Linked DNA regions of Mus musculus: all the other regions are linked to region 1. A link is a contact called in public HiChIP or PLAC-seq and promoter capture Hi-C data. All regions are on one chromosome and are shown on one strand. Each heading gives the region's core, a stretch centred on a gene start, on an enhancer-like site or on the middle of the called end of the contact. The rest is flanking DNA. Distances are from core to core; before and after follow the strand shown. Region 1 holds the start of Aars (alanyl-tRNA synthetase). Region 2 overlaps Il34 (interleukin 34). Region 3 overlaps Sf3b3 (splicing factor 3b, subunit 3).

Region 1 (2,568 bases), core at 40-2,539:
CAAGCTTGGGGCCAGACCCAGGGCCTTGAATTACAAGGTGACTTCAGCCACAGGACCTTGTAACATATTTCCATTTACAAGCTAGCCGTTCTGCCTGGCCTCTCCTTTCCCTTCTTCCTAATGAGGTCGTTTTGATCAATCACAAAGAAACATACTTAAGCAAACCTTTCCTTTCTTCACCAGGTCTCTCCTCTTTATACTGTCTCCTAGCCTCAAATGATTTATTTGGTGTGACTATTTAATGCTCACCTCCCAATCACAGTCTATGTTACATCTCAGTAGGAATCCTGGCTGGCTTCACTTCACCGTTACAGTGTATTTTCAGTATCTAGTAAAGTGGTCGTCACCCATGCTCATGATTAATTATACTAATCTGTAAATAGCATGCTCTGCACTAACATACTCCAAAGCACACCAGGAAACTTAGACTGTTTGAAAAAATTGCTGAATATATTTGTTCGGGTGAACCTGAAGGTATCAACTATTCTGTTTTTAAGAATCGAATCGGGCCGAGGGTCGTAGCACACGCCTTTGGTCCCACCACTCTTGAAGATCTCTGTGAGTCGAGACCAGCCTGGTCTACATAGTGAAACCCTGTCTCAAAACAGCAACAGAAAGAAGCGAGTCTGGAGTGCTGGCTCACGCCTGTAATTCCAGCACTTGAAATGCTGAGGCAGGAGAACTGCCGCGAGTTCAAGGCCAGCCCGGGTTACAGAGTTGAGTTCAGGCCAGTCTGGGGTAAGGTGTGAGAACCTAATAAAGAATGAATGAAGATGCCTCTTAGAGAGACTCCATTTATCTTAGTCACCCTGCTCTTCAGGCCTGGTTCCCTAACCCCCTAAGAGATTAAAATTAGAGGAGACAAACCCTTAGCTCTGGGTGGCGACTGAAGAGCAACCGCGATCTTCCCAAGGTCTTGGTCCTCTGCAAGTCCACCAGAAACCACACCACTCTCAGTGCTCCGAGGGAATAGCAAAAGCTACTCTCGAGATCCGGCTCCTGCGGAGACCGGGTCCTGACCCAGGCCAGGGGCGGGACCGCCCGGCAGCCCGCTGCAGCTGCCCCTCCCCCTCCAAGCGCCGGCTCTTCTCGTAGAGCTCTCGGGGCTCACTTGCTTTTTTTCCCGAGGGTCCGGGTCCCCAGGTCCTTCCTTGCCCGGAGCCCACCGCCACTCGCCGGCAGTTACCTGCTCCCTCAGATGCGCACAAGAAGCTATACTCACCCGCCACAACCGGTGCCAGAGCCGTACCTCACCATCCAATCAGAGCGCTCTGATGAAAAGTGACCCGCTACGCCTTGTCATCCTCTGATATGATTGGTCCACTGGCATGCCAATCATTCGGAGCGCGAATGAGCTAACAAGCCGGTTTCTGGGAAGGCTCCTGGGCTCGGCTGATGCAATGCTCAAGAAAGCTAGGACATGGAGTGTCACGTGACAGGGTTGACTATTGGCTTCAGGAGGCAGACATTTTGGGTTCTATTGGCAAAGCCCTAATAGTTGACAGTTAACAAGAGGAATGAAAACATGAATTTGGTGGCGATCACAGATTTTGGCATAGAACTGTTTAACTGCAAAGTGATACACGTACCTCAAAGGTTCGTTTTTCGGCCTTTTGAAACGGAGCAAGGTGGTCTTGAAATCAGGGGATTTGCCAGTCTTGCAGGTGTGCACCAATCAAATGTTCTTATTGTTATCGCGTATAGATCGGCATGCCTTCTTTAACGGTACCCTGGACTGAAATAAGTGCTTCAACCACGCCGAAGCGCTTTGGCACTGACTGATACGTCCGGTTCTCTCTTTGAGACAGGGTCTGGATAAATTGTCCAGGTTGGCCTTGAATTTTTCACTCTTGTCTTAGCCTCCGGAGTAGGAGGCAGTACAGTCCTGTGACATTAGGCATAGCTTTATATTTGTCCTTCAGGTCCCAATAAGAAGAAATTCGGGTCTTGATTTTGAAGAGGAAGAAATGACGTAACCCAAGTTAAAGGACATCTGTCCCTCTGTTTGCTTTAGAAAACAAGTCAACATTCTTAGGAAACGCCTACAACGGTGACGCACATCCATAGTCCCAGCACTTGAGAGCCAAGAGGATCAGAGCTTAAGGCTACCCTTGGGCCTTGGGCACAGTCTCAAAATAACACACACAAAACCTAAAATCTATAGGTAAGGCATCACACTAAAAAGTTCACACACCGTTTAATTTTTAAACTGTATTATCAGGTCTGCTAGTACCACTTTTTCACAGATGAGGAAACCCCAAATTACACGAAAACTTTTTCATGATGTACAGCTTTACAGAACAAAGAGAGTCATAAGTCAAGGTAATTTTAAAATATAGTGATGGTTATATCTGAAAGGCGACTATAGCAAGATGGAAAGCTTTTCTATAGACCCAAGATGTTATCTGATGGCATCTTTAGCTTTTTGGATGGTGGAAGCCAGTGGTCTGGTAAGTTAATAGATTCCAAATGGTTTCTATCTGTTAGTACAAGACTTTATTAGTTCAAACACAGAAATGGACAAAGAATGGTTGTTTTCAGAAGGCCAGAACTAGTCCAAGACAAATT
Region 2 (2,568 bases), core at 25-2,524, 250 kb after region 1:
AGACTTTCTAGTTTAAAATTAATATTATATAGAGGGTGTTCTTTCTCTTGAGGTTTCTTTTTTGTTTTTGTAGGGGTTTTTTGTTTTTTGTTTGGTTTTTCGAGACAGGGTTTCTCTGTGTAGCCCTGGTTGTCCTGGAACTCACTCTGTAGACCAGGCTGGCCTTGAACTCAGAAATACGCCTGCCTCTGCCTCCAGAGTTCTGGAATTAAAAACGGGTGCCACCGCTGCCTGAAAGATCTGGTTCTATCAATGCATACAATTTATCTGAGATTCATCTGTGCAAAAATGCACATTAATAATTGACTCTTCACTACCAAGTAGTATTTCATTAGTTGGATAGGTTTTTTTTTTTTAACCCATTTATCTCCTGATGGACAGTGCAGTTGTTTCTGGCCTTTTTTACTAGACTATTTAAATATAATAGGGTTTTTTTTTTGTATTTTATTTTATGTATATGAGTGTTTCGCCTGCATGTATGTCTGTGGACCCTGTCCATGCAGTGTTTGCCAAGACCAAAAGAAGGCATTTGATCCTCGGGAACTGAAATTACAGACAATTATGAGCTACCGCGTAGGCTCTAGGGACTGAATCCGGGGCTTTTGCAAGAGCATCGTGTAGTCCTAACTGTTCTGCGAACTCTCCAGCCCCTTGGGTGTGTGGGGGTGGGGGAGAACATGCCACAGAAGGAGGTCAAAGGACCACTCTGAGGGTTGAGTTCTCTCCTTCCACTAAACAGATCTTAGGAGTGAAACTCAGGTTGGCAAGGTTGGTCGTGGGTGTCCTCATACACTGAGCTGTCTCACCAGCCCTGGTGGAAAAAAAACAAAACAAAAGACAAAGTCTAATGTAACTCAGACTGGCCTCAAACTTGATGTGTAGCCAAGGGAGACATTAATTTGATCCACCCGTCTCCACAGTCCAGGTGCTGGGATTACGTGGGGATGCCACCCTGCCTAGCTTAAAATATTATTTTATAGTTTTGTGTAGTGCTTTTGTGTCCTGCAGCCTTGCTGAACACATTCATTAGGCTTATGGGTTTATACACACCTCAGGGTTTTCTATATAACTAACAGGCCTGTCTAGCATCAGGGCAGTTGTCTTTCTCCTTTACAACGTCTTAGCTTTTTATCTGTTTGCTTTCTGTTATTATTATTATTATTTCTTTTTTATTGTACTGGACAAGGCTGAGCAGTAGTGTCAAGTGCAGACACACATGTCTTGTCCCAGAGAAAAAGCCTCTTTCACAGCCTGGCTGCTGTCACAGGTGGAGGAGGGGTTCCCTCGCGGTCAGAGTTTGCTGAGGAAACCAGGAAAGAGTTGCTGGGCTGTGCCAAGGACGCTCTTTGCCTCTGCTGAAACAACAGGATTTCCCTCTTTCAGTTCGTGAACACGACTGATTTAAAAATTGCTAAAGTGCCGGGTGGTGGTGGTGCACGCCTTTAATCCCAGCACTTGGGAGGCAGAGGCAGGCAGATTTCTGAGTTTGAGGCCAGCCTGGTCTACAAAGTGAGTTCCAGGACAGCCAGGGCTACACAGAGAAACCCTGTCTCAAACAAACAAAACAAAACAAAACAAAACAAAACAAAACAAAACAAAACAAAACAAAAACCCGCTAAAGTAATGCTTCGTGCCTAGGATGCTGCGATGGTTTGTATATGCTTGGCCCAGGGACTGGCACTATTAGAAGGTGTGGCCTTGTTGGAGTAGGCGTGGTCTTGTTGGACTGGGCGTGGTGCTGTGGGTGTGGGCTTAAGTCCCTCACCATAGCTGCCTGGAAGTGAGTATTCTGCTAGCAGCCTTCAGATGAAGATGTAGAACTCTCAGCTCCTCCTACACCGTAACTGCCTGGATGCTGCCGTGTTTCTGCCTTGGTGATAATGGGCTGAAGCTCTGAACCTGTAAGCCAGCCCCTATTACATGTTGTCCTTATAAGAATTGCCTTGGTCATGGTATCTGTTCACAGCAGTAAAAAACCCTAAGACAGAAGTCATGGTAGTAAGACACTAAGCTTTGGGAGCCAGAAGCCTCCAGCTGCGTCTTGTTCCTCATTAAGACCAGGCTTGGGGTGGGGAATTAGCTTGTCAATAAAGTGCTTCACTATGCAATTGTGAGGATCTGAATTAGATCCCTCAGAACCATTGTTGTTGTTGTTGTTGTTCTAAAGCTAGAGCGGTGGTACACACTTGTGCATGTGTTATCCTAGCACTATGACCTGGGGTTGGGGCAGGGACAGGCGGATCCCTGGGGTTCATTGGCCAGCCTAGCCTGATTGGCAAACTTAAGACCAGTAAGAGACCTTGTCACAAAAATGAGATGGATGAGCCAGGTGTGGTGCCGCATGCCTTCAGTCTGGGAGGCAGAGGCAGCCTGGAGTTCGAGGCCAGCCTGATCTAGGTGAAAGGTGTTCCTGATGCTTTGTCTTCTGGCCTCCACATGCAACTGCCTACACACACACACACACACACACACACACACACACAGGCACACGCACACACGCACACACACGCACACACGCACGCACACACACACACGACTTTCTCACATACACATAAACATATACACACA
Region 3 (2,568 bases), core at 36-2,535, 210 kb after region 1:
AGAAGTGTTGTGAAAGGTTTCTAAAACTGTTGTGTCTCAACTGCCTTTCTAATGCTAGTAAATTTGAATTTTTCCTAACAGCTCCTCTGTTTTCTTTTTTCCAGATGAGTTTGATGCCTACATCATTGTGTCTTTCGTGAATGCCACACTTGTGCTATCTATCGGAGAGACTGTGGAAGAAGTGACTGACTCTGGCTTCTTGGGCACCACTCCAACCTTGTCCTGCTCCTTGTTAGGAGATGATGCACTGGTGCAGGTGAGCGTGCACCTCCTCAGCGTGCCTTGGCCGTCCGTCCTTTGCCCATCCTTTGCCCATCCTTCTCTTGTTTTGTGGTGTGCTTGAATTCATGTTTCTTCATTCTCACCTTCCAGAAAACCTGAGGGGAGGGTCTAATGTCTTATCAACATAAAAAGGGGTACTGAGAATTCATCCCTTTCAGGCTTTGAATAACTCGGCAGTTAGGAAAATTTGAAGCCTAACATTTCCTCCCTGTTGGTCATTCCCTATCACTGCTTTTCTCATCTTTATCATTAACATGTGGGCTTGGGACCTTTCTCAACTGAGGTGGCAAAGCATGAACATTTCAAAAACAAGCAGTGCCTCATTTGTGTGGTCCCAGTGTGCCAGTGTGAGGGCCATTCTGGGTGACAATCAGATTGCTAGTTAGATGTTCTTCTTTGACTGACTTCTAGGTGTATCCAGATGGCATCCGACACATACGAGCAGATAAAAGAGTTAATGAGTGGAAGACTCCCGGCAAGAAAACGATTGTGAAGTGTGCAGTGAACCAGCGACAAGTGGTGATCGCCCTGACTGGGGGAGAGCTGGTCTATTTCGAGATGGATCCTGTATGTTACTTGTTTTGTTCTGCTGGCCCTGTGTTATCTTCCATTATGGTCCTTGGGGTGGGGTTCTGTTGTTGTGCTTAGGCAGTGTTGTCAGTGTATGTATCTTAAGCATGCATGGATTCACAAGAAAGAGAATTGGGACTCTGAAGTGTCCACAAACAAGACAGTTTGGCCCCTTTTTTAAAGATTAAGGACAAAAACTAGGAAATCTAATTCAGATTACAGATGTGAAATCTCTTGAAAGCCAAATAGCTTGTTTTGTACCTCATCCTCATCTTCTAGTGAATATTTGGTAAAGAATTCTTTTATTTTCTTCTGTCTCGTTTCTCTTTTTTTGTTTTTTGTTTTGTTTTGTTTTGAGATACAGTCTAATGTAGAATTCTAGGCTGGTGACTCACAGCAGTCTTCCTGTCTCAACTTCACAAGTGCTGTGATTAGTCATGAGTTACTATTCCTGATTTTGCTATTTTATATGAAAATGTATCCAGAACTTACCTTCTACAGAAATCTCTAGTAGACTTGACATTTTTGTTGTTGTTTTGACTGTGTTTGAATTGGCTTTGGTGTATTAGGAAAGGGTTTTGTTTTTGAGATGGTCTCATGTAGACTAGATTGGCCTTGACCCTGTTCTTCTGTCTCCCTTTCTGTTTCCCATGTGCTAGAATTATAGTCTTGCATTACCACAGCTGGCTTTGTTCAGGGTTCTCATGATGAGAACAGATAAATGGCTTTATATATTTGTTTCTTGGTCTAGGATAGTGTATATTTATGCTACATCCTGCTTTTTTTCTTTCCCTCTGGGGCACTAACCTGTGAAGTTGATTTTGGGATCTGAAATGGTGAGATTCTTGGTCACTGACTTACTAAAAAGTGGAGTGAGATATAAAACAGTGTTAGCAGTGTTGCTCAGTTGATAGATCTCTAGCACTGTATAAACAGGGTGTGTTCAGACCCTTTGTAATCTCAGAACTCAGAGGAGGCCATGGTCTCAGGTTCATCCTTGAACGTAGCTAATAATAGTTACATGAAACCCCATCTCAGAAGCAAAAAGAGGGGTGAGAGGAGGCAAAAATAAAATTAAATTTAAAAAAAGTCTTAACAGCCCATCTTCCTTTCATACATAGTCCAGAGCTACAGGGTGAATTGTAGCACACAGACCTATTTTGTTTTTCTTCCTGTAGTCAGGACAGTTGAATGAGTACACGGAGCGGAAAGAGATGTCAGCAGATGTGGTGTGCATGAGTCTGGCCAACGTGCCCCCTGGAGAACAGCGATCTCGGTTCCTGGCTGTGGGGCTGGTGGACAACACTGTCAGAATCATCTCCCTCGACCCATCAGTGAGTGGCATTCTTAGTCTTCTGGGTGGGCCCTAAGCACCTGGCTCCCTAAAATCTGTGTCTATTGTTTTTCTCTCCTCTCCCCCATCTTGTCCAGCAGTGAGATCCTAAGCACCCAGTGTGGTGAGGTGTATGCTGCTGCCGCCTTTGATTCCCATAGCACACCTCGGGATGTTTAAGGATGTTGATCTGTGGCTACTATGTGTTTCTTCCTCAAAAGACTTGAATCCCTTTTGTAGTGTTTTAGATTCTATCTATGTTGTTCATGTTTTGCTTGCATGTTTGTATCAGGAAGTATCCAAGCCAACATGTAGATCCTGGGAGAGCAACAAGTTCTTTAAACCACTGGAGCCTTGCCTTCAGTTTAAAATCCTAAGACTGG

The links. Promoter capture Hi-C pulls out the DNA fragments that hold promoters and counts their contacts. HiChIP or PLAC-seq counts read pairs in DNA pulled down with a chosen protein or histone mark.
Region 2: a promoter capture Hi-C map of 3T3-L1-derived adipocytes shows a contact between it and region 1, with 2.5 times the contacts expected there. The contact joins the enhancer-like site here to the promoter of Aars in region 1. A contact is called at or near these places in 8 of 39 promoter capture datasets (the 3T3-L1 cell line, 3T3-L1-derived adipocytes, cranial neural crest and 4 more), 11 of 115 datasets of contacts at active chromatin or transcription factors (acute myeloid leukemia, embryonic limb bud, embryonic stem cells and 2 more) and 3 of 9 other capture datasets (adipose tissue, liver and pancreatic islet).
Region 3: an H3K27ac HiChIP or PLAC-seq map of trophoblast stem cells shows a contact between it and region 1, with 12 read pairs. The contact joins the enhancer-like site here to the promoter of Aars in region 1. A contact is called at or near these places in 20 of 39 promoter capture datasets (the 3T3-L1 cell line, 3T3-L1-derived adipocytes, the C10 cell line and 13 more), 1 of 15 datasets of contacts at CTCF or cohesin (embryonic stem cells), 72 of 484 Hi-C or Micro-C datasets (the 63-12 cell line, B cells, the C2C12 cell line and 25 more), 22 of 115 datasets of contacts at active chromatin or transcription factors (the 230-238 cell line, the NIH/3T3 cell line, the SCID.adh cell line and 13 more) and 5 of 9 other capture datasets (adipose tissue, embryonic stem cells, embryonic tail and 2 more).

Annotation. Positions count from the first base shown.
Region 1 is chr8:111,032,563-111,035,130 of GRCm38.p6, reverse strand. It overlaps Aars (alanyl-tRNA synthetase), which reads right to left and starts at 1,289. Exons shown (of 21, transcript NM_146217.4): 1 at 868-1,289.
Region 2 is chr8:110,785,872-110,788,439 of GRCm38.p6, reverse strand. The region is part of intron 1 of Il34 (interleukin 34); the gene reads left to right. Among named protein-coding and RNA genes, the nearest start is that of Gm15895, 18 kb to the left of the region's middle. Within about 2 kb of position 1,274, at least 14 of the 459 cell types and tissues checked have an H3K27ac peak or open chromatin away from gene starts, as enhancers often do. A contact at or near this core is called in 3T3-L1-derived adipocytes and adipose tissue, where this site is marked.
Region 3 is chr8:110,823,783-110,826,350 of GRCm38.p6, reverse strand. Sf3b3 (splicing factor 3b, subunit 3) reads left to right here. Exons shown (of 26, transcript NM_133953.2): 12 at 105-256; 13 at 694-849; 14 at 2,031-2,186. Among named protein-coding and RNA genes, the nearest start is that of Snord111, 14 kb to the left of the region's middle. Within about 2 kb of position 1,285, at least 28 of the 459 cell types and tissues checked have an H3K27ac peak or open chromatin away from gene starts, as enhancers often do. A contact at or near this core is called in the HL-1 cell line, the NIH/3T3 cell line, bone marrow-derived macrophages and 4 more, where this site is marked.